3 separate regions of the Mus musculus genome follow, and all the other regions are linked to region 2. A link is a contact called in public Hi-C and Micro-C data. All regions are on one chromosome and are shown on one strand. The core of a region is the stretch at or near the end of the contact, and the rest is flanking DNA. Distances in the headings are between cores, read along the strand shown. Region 1 overlaps Ppp1r12b (protein phosphatase 1, regulatory subunit 12B). Region 2 holds the start of Lgr6 (leucine-rich repeat-containing G protein-coupled receptor 6). Region 3 overlaps Ppp1r12b (protein phosphatase 1, regulatory subunit 12B).

Evidence for each region. A called contact is a pair of places that touch in the nucleus more often than the background predicts.
Region 1: a Micro-C map of B cells shows a contact between it and region 2, with 2.7 times the contacts expected there. The contact joins the enhancer-like site here to the promoter of Lgr6 in region 2. A contact is called at or near these places in 16 of 39 promoter capture datasets (the 3T3-L1 cell line, 3T3-L1-derived adipocytes, the C10 cell line and 11 more), 1 of 15 datasets of contacts at CTCF or cohesin (pro-B cells), 13 of 484 Hi-C or Micro-C datasets (B cells, the C2C12 cell line, the G1E-ER4 cell line and 8 more), 1 of 115 datasets of contacts at active chromatin or transcription factors (embryonic stem cells) and 1 of 9 other capture datasets (embryonic stem cells).
Region 3: a Hi-C map of cerebellum shows a contact between it and region 2, with 2.1 times the contacts expected there. The contact joins the enhancer-like site here to the promoter of Lgr6 in region 2. A contact is called at or near these places in 10 of 39 promoter capture datasets (the 3T3-L1 cell line, 3T3-L1-derived adipocytes, cranial neural crest and 7 more), 2 of 15 datasets of contacts at CTCF or cohesin (large pre-B cells and pro-B cells), 7 of 484 Hi-C or Micro-C datasets (the G1E-ER4 cell line, the HL-1 cell line, the HPC-7 cell line and 4 more), 1 of 115 datasets of contacts at active chromatin or transcription factors (large pre-B cells) and 1 of 9 other capture datasets (embryonic stem cells).

The regions. Positions count from the first base shown.
Region 1 is chr1:134,853,549-134,856,527 of GRCm38.p6, forward strand. The region is part of intron 13 of Ppp1r12b (protein phosphatase 1, regulatory subunit 12B); the gene reads right to left. Among named protein-coding and RNA genes, the nearest start is that of Gm32670, 81 kb to the left of the region's middle. Within about 2 kb of position 1,288, at least 5 of the 459 cell types and tissues checked have an H3K27ac peak or open chromatin away from gene starts, as enhancers often do. A contact at or near this core is called in B cells, where this site is marked.
Region 2 is chr1:135,103,716-135,106,547 of GRCm38.p6, forward strand. Lgr6 (leucine-rich repeat-containing G protein-coupled receptor 6) reads right to left here and starts at 1,561. Exons shown (of 18, transcript NM_001033409.3): 1 at 1,214-1,561. The coding sequence starts at 1,425.
Region 3 is chr1:134,871,343-134,874,270 of GRCm38.p6, forward strand. Ppp1r12b (protein phosphatase 1, regulatory subunit 12B) reads right to left here. Exons shown (of 24, transcript NM_001368827.1): 11 at 2,597-2,679; 12 at 1,465-1,590. Among named protein-coding and RNA genes, the nearest start is that of Gm51265, 73 kb to the right of the region's middle. Within about 2 kb of position 1,484, at least 24 of the 459 cell types and tissues checked have an H3K27ac peak or open chromatin away from gene starts, as enhancers often do.

The DNA of each region.
Region 1 (2,979 bases), core at 38-2,537, 250 kb before region 2:
TGTATCCCGAACTGACTGCTCCCTAATACGAATTTCCATGGAACGCTATGGCCAGTCCCTCAGAGACATCAGGAGATCCGGGCATCATGCTCACATTGGCAAGCTCTTGGTGTGGAATGGTCCAGCTCAGGCCCACCTCTGAGATACCTTTGTGGTCCTGCTGAGGTCAAAGAATGGCAGCAGAGTCCTGACGGTGGTTTTAAATTCCGGCTTTTTTCATTACTAATTCTGATTACTCAAAAGTTCTTTATCCTATCTGATTCTCAACATGCACTATGGGGAAAAGCAGATGGGGCATACAGTAAACTTTCAAAATCATTAATTCCTCTAGTCTAAGCCTTTCATATATATAAATGCTGACTCAAATTCTACCTCCATGAAGCCTATTCTAATTACACGATCCTCCATCATTCACCTTGCTTTTTTCTGAAATCCTAATATATTTGCCTGCACATAATGCTGAACTGAGGGAGGAAATGAGTGTATTATAGATTCTCAACCCTGAGAGTACAAGGTATGGCACATCCCCTTTCTACTATACCGATACTCTGAGCACACCACCAAGCACACGGACATTCATTAGACAGTCACTGATAACTCAGGATCCCATAATTTTAGAATTTTATGCTATCTATATATTCCCTAACTCAAACTAGCTAGCCTGTGGAGAAGCTCGGACTAGAAAGGTTACAAAGCTTGCCTGGAAGACATCAACTGCTTTGTTGAAAGGTAAAGTATGCATCCTACTCGAAAGCCAGGGAGCAATCTACCCTGTGTTGGTTGCTGTCCTCTGAAGAAGTACCAGGAAATCCACAAGGGCCTTCATGTGCTAGAAGCTATTTGCTTTCCAATATTAAAAGAGTTAAAATGGAATATGGGAGATGTGCTCCTCTGAAAATTGATTCAAACACAAACTAGATTCTTTGATGTCATACATCCAAATAGTTCAACTGGCTTTCCTCTGCTGCCACCTGGAGGGCAGAGAAGATCCTACAACTGATCCAGTGTCTACTTATTCAGCTCTGTGATAAGAAAATTCACTTAAAAAGCCACCTCACAAGTTCACAGTGCAGGGACAAAAAGGAACACATTGCCATTTAATTGGTCAAAACTGTCCTAAGAGCACTGTGAAGAGAATTCTGGGTTCAGCCTGGAGCTGGAGAGCAGAAGTAGTAAGCAGTGGTATTTAAAATGAAGGAGCTCTCACTGGCAGACTTTCTGAACACACCACCATTAGCACAGGCACTATGACCGACAATATATAAATGGGACCTCATGAAACTGAAAAGCTTCCTCCTACCACAGACAAACTTGCTCAACCATGAACATAAAGCAAGAAATTGGAAACAACCTAGATGTCCTTTAAGAGAAGAATGAACTTGTAGGCAAATGAATGAAACTAAGAAAATCACTGAGAGAGGTATCCCAGACTCAGACAACTATGGGGTTCCTGAGTTTGTGAATGAGTGGGTCTCTGATTCTTGTGCCTTCTCTTGGGCTTTTTCCTTCTGTTGGTTTGTCATGGCCAACTTCAATTAGGTGGTTTTTATTTTAGGTTATATTTTATTTTATTATAATTTTTAGGAATGAATGAATGAATGAATGAATGAATGAATGAATGAAAATCCAATCACTACAGTAAATGTCAATAACCGAACTGCTACTGTTTCCTGCTGGGTAAGGAAAAATCCGTTCTCTCCAATAAAGTGGCACTGGGTACATTACTCACCCCTTATATTCATGAGTAATTGAGAAACCTAAAATAGACTCTCCAGTTTTTGTTTTGTGTGTGTGTGTGTGTGTGTGTGTGCTTTTATTTGGATATAGTTCAGTGTTTTTAAATTTCTTTTTGGCTGTGGTTTTGCTGTTATATTGGGTTACTGTTTGTTTTTTTGAGAAAGAACTTACAGTTGGGTGGGGAGGTGGGGAGAGGCTATGGAAGGTCTTGGAGGAGGGGGTGAATATGCTCAAAATATAATTAAATTTAAAAAGTGTTTTAAATGTTAAAATATAATTAAAAAGCTAAAAAATAAAGAGTTCTCATGGCACTGAGCAGGACATTGCTAGGCAGAGAACAGGAGCTAAAGCCACTCCGGCATGGGGAGGCTCTGCATGGGGGACAACTAGGAAGAGGGAGATGAGGCAGAGCGTGTTCAGGAGAGGTCTGTTTTCTACTTGGACAGAGTAATGCCCTAAGCAAGGACACAAAATAGATGTGGGAAGAGAAGGATGGGATAAAGACAACTGAGGGAAAAGGACACTTTCAGGTAAGTGGGGCTGAGGCAGGAGGATTACTATTTTTTAGACTAGTCTGGCATATATACTGGGACCTTATCTTAATAAACAAACATGCACAAATAAAAATGAAAAAGAGAGCCAGGCAGTGGTGGCGCACCCCTTTAATCCCACACTTGGGATTAAAGAGTGAATTCCAGGACAGCCAGGGCTACACAGAGAAACCCTGCCTCAAAAAACAACAACAACAAAAAAACAACAACAAAACAAAAAACAAAAAAAAAGGAAAAAGAGACTAAAGAGTAATTCCTTTGCAGAACTAAATAGTCACTCGACATGACTTTAAAACTGATTGGTTCTGCATTAATTTTCAATTTTGTCCAGAAACTGGTCCTCTAAGCATAAAGATCAATTAGAAAAAAATTTCTTATATATAGAAAAATATTTATTTTTATTTAATATTCGTTATGGATCCAGCTATGAGTCCTTTGGAGTCTATTAAACTAGGTAGTTATTCCAGCTAATGTGAAGCTGTCTGCAGATTAATTTGATATCATCTATCATCATATAAGGGAGTTCACATCTAGTAATGAATCAACAGCCTTTATTACCTAGACCTCAAATAATGTCCTCATTCAGTATAAAGGTTAGCTGAATTGAACTCTATTCTTCACCTACACAACCCAGCTTCTCTCAGTAATACCCTAATTATCTGACAGTGATTTTTGATTAGTTAAAACTTAG
Region 2 (2,832 bases), core at 311-2,810:
CCACCTCTCCCATCACCCCTAGGGGCTGTACAGGACTTGGTTTGTCCTTCTGGAATATGGGTGTTTCTGTTCCCACAACTGTTTCTTTTGGAGTGAAGAAGGATATGGGGGCGGGGAGGTAATCGCGATATGGAAGGAGCCCCACAAGGGGCACTAGTTCAGGATCCCCCACTTTTACCAGGACACCACCCTCTCATCGCACCCTGGCCCCACCAGCTCTATTGCCGAGCCTCTGGGAACAAGCCCGGCTGCCTCTTCCTCAGCGATCCTCAATTCTAGGATCCCAAAGCCGAGAGAGCCTCTCTCAGGCCTGAGGGAGCTCTGGCCAGACTTTCTACCCAGATCTTCCCACCTTCTCTCCTTCTTCTAAGGGATAGCAGGGGAGGCCAGGGGGTTTCCTCTCCCTGCAGCAGGGGTCAGGGCCAAGAGGTCCGGGCTATGCTCCCACCCACTCCTGCCCAGGTAGTGATCAGCTACAGCTTCCGGCTCTCCCGATTCTGAGCCGGCTACCCCCAATAGGGTCCCCTTCGTGCACCACCTCACCCCAACTCAGACTCTAAAAATGGTTCTCTGGTTTTCAGTCTTGAAGCCTGCCCACAAATTAGTGTCTCTAACACAGCCTCCTGGGACAAGACTTCAGGGAGGCCTGGGGAGGGGGTAGGAGACCTCCACACAAGAAGATGGTACTGGCAGAGTCCCTAACTAAGGAGAGGAGAGCTGCGTGGACCCTTCACCAAAGCCCCCTGCCTCAGTGGGGCAGTGCCGCTTCCTGCTGTGGTGGAAGAACCCATTTCATCCCTACCAGGGCAAACTTCCCTCACCTCCTAACAGAGCACTAACTTTTGCCTTCATCAATCCTGGGCAGTGTTCTTCTGAGGAGGACAGCAAAAGAATATACTGTCACACACACACACACACACACACACACACACACACACACACACACCACTTTCTTGCTTGGCGTTCACACTGCACTTCACCAGGTCCCACATTAAGCCCATAGGGGTGGGGGAGAAACACCTGGGAAAGGTAGCAGGGAGGCCTAGGCTCATTTCTTGCCTCAGTTTCCCAAGTTCTAAGACTAGCTTCCCAGTCCTTCACTCTTGGAAAAGGAAGAGCCCTCTTGGGGATGCGCATGTCCAAGGGCACCAAACGAGTGTTTGCGGGGCAGGCGGCCATTACGAATAACAGGTACCAGCAGGTGAGTACTCACAGGTAAGCCGTCAGGGGGTCCAGGTCCGCAGGCACCACTGAGAGCCCGAGCTCGGAGCAGTCAGCGGACAGCATGATGCCGTCCTCCTGGCAGTGGCAGGGAGCCGGGCAGGCGGGACGCCCCGGGCCAGGCTGGGGGTCGCTGCCCGCGCGCGCCGATGCGCACAGCACAGCGCAAAGCCACAGCGCCAGGAGCCCAGGCGGGCTGTGCATCTCGGCGGCGGGCTGCGGGGCACCTGGCGGGCGCTCAGACGGGCGAGCGCACGGAGTTGTGCGCGCGCGGCTCACCTCCTGGTCCCGGGCGGGCCCGAGGGCTGCGCCGTCGGTGGGCAACGCCCCCGCTCGACTTGGCTTGGGCGCGGCGGCGGCAGCGGCGGCGGGACGGTGCAGTCAGAGAGGGGCAGGCATTGTTGAGTGATCTTCGTTATTCAGTTTCACAGGCTGGGCTTGGCGAGGGAGGGAGACACGGGGGTGGGGTGGGGGGGCTGGGAGGAGGAGTCAAGGAAACTTTCTACGCTGTGGCTCGCTCCCCTTCCCTCCTTCCTTCCCAGCTGGCAGGAATTTCATCGGGGGCGTGGGGTAGGAGAGGGGCGGTGAAGAAAGCAAAGAAACCCAAAGAAAGCTAGGAAGGGCCAGCACATCAGAGACCTGCACTTGTTTAGAAAGGGTGCCCCAGAGCTGGGCCTATGGGGTCGAATTCTTTTTGACTTTGGGAACAGCCACAGGGTCTCAAGGGACCAGAGACCATCAGGGGAGAAACAAACAAACAAAAAACAAAACAAAACAAAAAAACAACAACAAAAGAGAGTTCCACAGACTTGAGCCCCACTACCAGATTTTAGGCTGATGGGAAAAGAGACCCGAGAGAAAGAGATGTTCAAGGTCACACGGCAGTTGGGGACAGCCTCAGAACTAGTGCCCAGATCACTCCTTTACACCCATTCCGACCAGGGAAGGAAGAAGGTCTCAAGGAGGAAGGACGTGGTCGCAGGTTGGTAGTAGGAATGAGGAGGGGCCCCCTCATTGAGGAGCCACTCCTCAACACCAAGCAACTGGCGTAGATTCCACCTGATGCACAGGGCATGGAAATGAACTCATGTAGACTATAAGATCTAAGGTCTAGAGATCACCCTGAACCTTGATCTCGGGACCCAGGACAGCAGAGGGGCTGCCCTCCGCACAGCTGGTTGCCAGAGCTTGCCAGCGAGTCGGCTGATTGGCGCCACCTGGAGGCCCAGTACTACAGATGCAGCTCAAGCACCTTAAGGGCCCGATTCCATCTATAATCCATCTATAATCCCAGGACCTTGGAGAGCAAGGGCAATAGTGGCTAAAACTGGAGTCAAGACTCAGCTCTCTTCTTAGGCCAGCCTGGGCTAGCAGTGCTTCCTTCACGTGTCCTTTTGCTTTCTCTGGTCTCCAGATCTTTCCCTGAGCCAAGCCCCAGGATGGAACTAGACCAAGTTGGGAGCAGTTTGATCCCCATGGTCCATGAGGACCACACGGAGGTAGCCAAGATACCCTCCACCTTTTACTTCTATATCCCAAACACTTCATCAACCCCTCTCTATCTTTGCGGACGCCGCAGGGCCCGCAGAGGGGAAGCTGCATAGTCAGACC
Region 3 (2,928 bases), core at 234-2,733, 230 kb before region 2:
TCAACAACCTCACCCCCAAATAACTCCACACTAAGAAACTAAATTGAAGTTTTCTTTTTTCCTGCATCTAGAACATTATTCTCTTAGAAAAGTTGTCTTTGATACTGGGTTTGACTGTAAGAGATAATAATGCATCTTGGTAAATCAAAGTGTTTCCTTTTAAGAGAAATAGGTGACCCCCTCATAAAATCCCAACCACTTGTCTGTGTAATAGTCAGTGGGCTTGGATGTAGCTCAGTTGGTAGTACGCTTGCCTAGCATGCAGGAAGCCCTGGGGTCAATTTCCAGCCTCATAAGCATGTGCGGTGACAAATGCCTGTAATCTGAGCACTGAGGAGGTAGAGGCAGGTAGATCAAAATTTCAGTTATTTCAGCTATAGGGTGAGTTCAAAGGCCAGCTGAGATTACGAGGCACTGCCTATATAAATAAATACATAAAATACAATGCTATTGAGATCAATGAGCTGTACTTGTATACTTCTCAGAGTAAAGATCTTTCTCAGGATGGACCTGCAGAACTGAAGGCAGCCATGTCTGTTCCCATTGTAGCTTAGTTCCCATTTTCCAACATTAACTACTTGTTTAGAGTCTTCCTCTTAGGAAGAAATAGTTTTGATCACAAGCAGCTAATCTGATGGTCTAAGTCACAGCAAAGCCTGTTTCTAGGGTGGCCATCTAGAAAGCCTAATGATGAAGGCAGGAGGTTGCAGCTAGAAGGGTTAAGTGGAAGTGAAGAAAGAATTCAAAGTAAGCAATGAAAAACAGATTCTTCTATATCAGCAGCAGAATTCAAACTGAAATAGTATTAAGTGTCTCTCGTAGCTTAATGGTTCTGGCAGAGGTGCTTTGCTTGCTGGCTAGCTTGTGGCAAAGGAAATAATTGCAGAAAAGATAGTACAGATGAGATCAAAAGAAACCCGTGTACCTTCTCTGCACACCAAACTTGCGAGTTTCACATCTTGATGGATCTGAGGGCCATTAAAGTCATAAAAAAACAAAAACAACTCAAGTCCCTAAATTAACAGGCTCAATATGAAATGTCTTAAATCCAACAGAAAACTGTCCCCATTGCCCACTCCTTACCGCCCGGTGATGCCCTCCCCCTCCCAACCCTCAATTGTAAAGTCTGATGAAACAACTCTAGTTTTACACAAGGGAAAGCCAGGACTAGGCAAGAACGCATCTCTCCCACTTTCCCCAGAGGTCACCAGATGCTGCTTCAGACTGCAGTTTTAATAGGGCTGAAAGGATGGAGTGTAAAGTCAGGTCTGTGGAGGGGATCGGAATGGGCTTATGTTAACTCATTAAAAGAACAATTAATCTTAAATTAGTGAAAATGTTGATCCCAAGGAACCTAAAAGCCATTCGTTTTTATGGTGCTAATTGGATATAAAAGCATGCACGCATTACCCATACCCATGGTCAGAGTGAAGAAGTCACCTCCCACCCATCTGCAGCTGGTACCTTTTCAAGTAAGTTGACGTGTAAGTGGAAGGAGCGATTGTCTGTGGGGTTTCACTTCCCTTTGCTTCATCCCTCCACAGCTGCCTGGTATGGGAGCCACTCCTTACTAGATTAACAGCTGACTCTCTGTAGAGGCAAGAAAGAACACCAACAACATAGTGATTCCCACACCAATCTGGACTATATAAAGAAAGAAAAGCCAAACGGAAAACTAACACGCTAAAGAAACAGGCACATTTTTCAAGTGATCCTGGTTTGTTTGTTTTTTTCTTATACTACTGTTGGCTTTCTTCTATCGACATTAAAGCCATCTCATCCCACTAGGAACCAAATTCTACTTCACACCAAACAGCCTCACTCCTTTGTGATGAGGACTCCCTCATGACACTCATTTAAAAAGCACTTGCACTGATGTCCAGTTGCAGGCTGCAAAGGAGCTAATGAGGTTTCTACAGAGGGAAAAAGATAGGGAGACTGCTGGTACCTCCTTAGCACTACAGTACTAAGATGTCTGAAGGGCCTGTCATAGTTTTTACACTCACAATCAAGAACTTGGGGTCTTTGCTGCAGAGTCTGTAGGCCTGGAGCAATTCTTCATGGGTTTTAATGTTTACTGAATCACCTAAGAAATTCTGCTAAAATTCAGATTCTGATTCAGCATTGTTGGGCTGCATGCCTTCGGAGAAAGGGTCCAGTTTGAGTATGCCTTGAAATGTAGCAGTATTTTTAAATCTCCATTACTCATCTAATTGATGAGGAAGGCATTAACTTTACTTCCTTATTAATTAGAAGCTGGTCATTTCAAGTAAACAATCTATTCAGTGCTTACTGTGTGGTATACAGTACACCAGGCATGGCTGGGTGGCTTGGGAAACAAAACAGACAGACTGCTTTTACAGAGTCTGCTGGGTATTAAAGCTAACTCACACTTGGAAGGGTCAGGGCCCTACAGACAGACGGTAGCTGGAGTTATAATTTAAAGGGTAAAGAACTGGTGTGTGTGTATTCCAAGCAGAAGGACAAGCACTCCATAAGCTCCTGAGGACATCTGTGGGAAAGGCAGAAGAATAATAGCCAGCTCGCCATGACCCAAGGGCTGAAAGAAATCATCTCTGGCATGTGTTGTGATTACCTGTTCTCCTTTTCTTCAATGTCACTTGTGCTGCTGAGCCTCCGGGGTACTAGCATACTGAAATAGCTTTTGTTTTCTCTTTCCTATAAAATAAAAAAAGTAAAATGCAAGAAAGGTTCAATACTGACACAGCATAAAACACCTCTGGTAAAAAAAAAAAAAAAGCAGGACCCTGCTAGGCATAGTGGCATACTTGCAATCCCAGACCTCGAGAGTAAAAGCAGAAAGATTTCCATTCAGAGCCAGACAGGGCTACAACACTGAGGCTTTACCTTAAATCTCAAGAAGCCCCTACTTGAGGACAGAAAGTGGAAAGGGGAATAGTCACACAT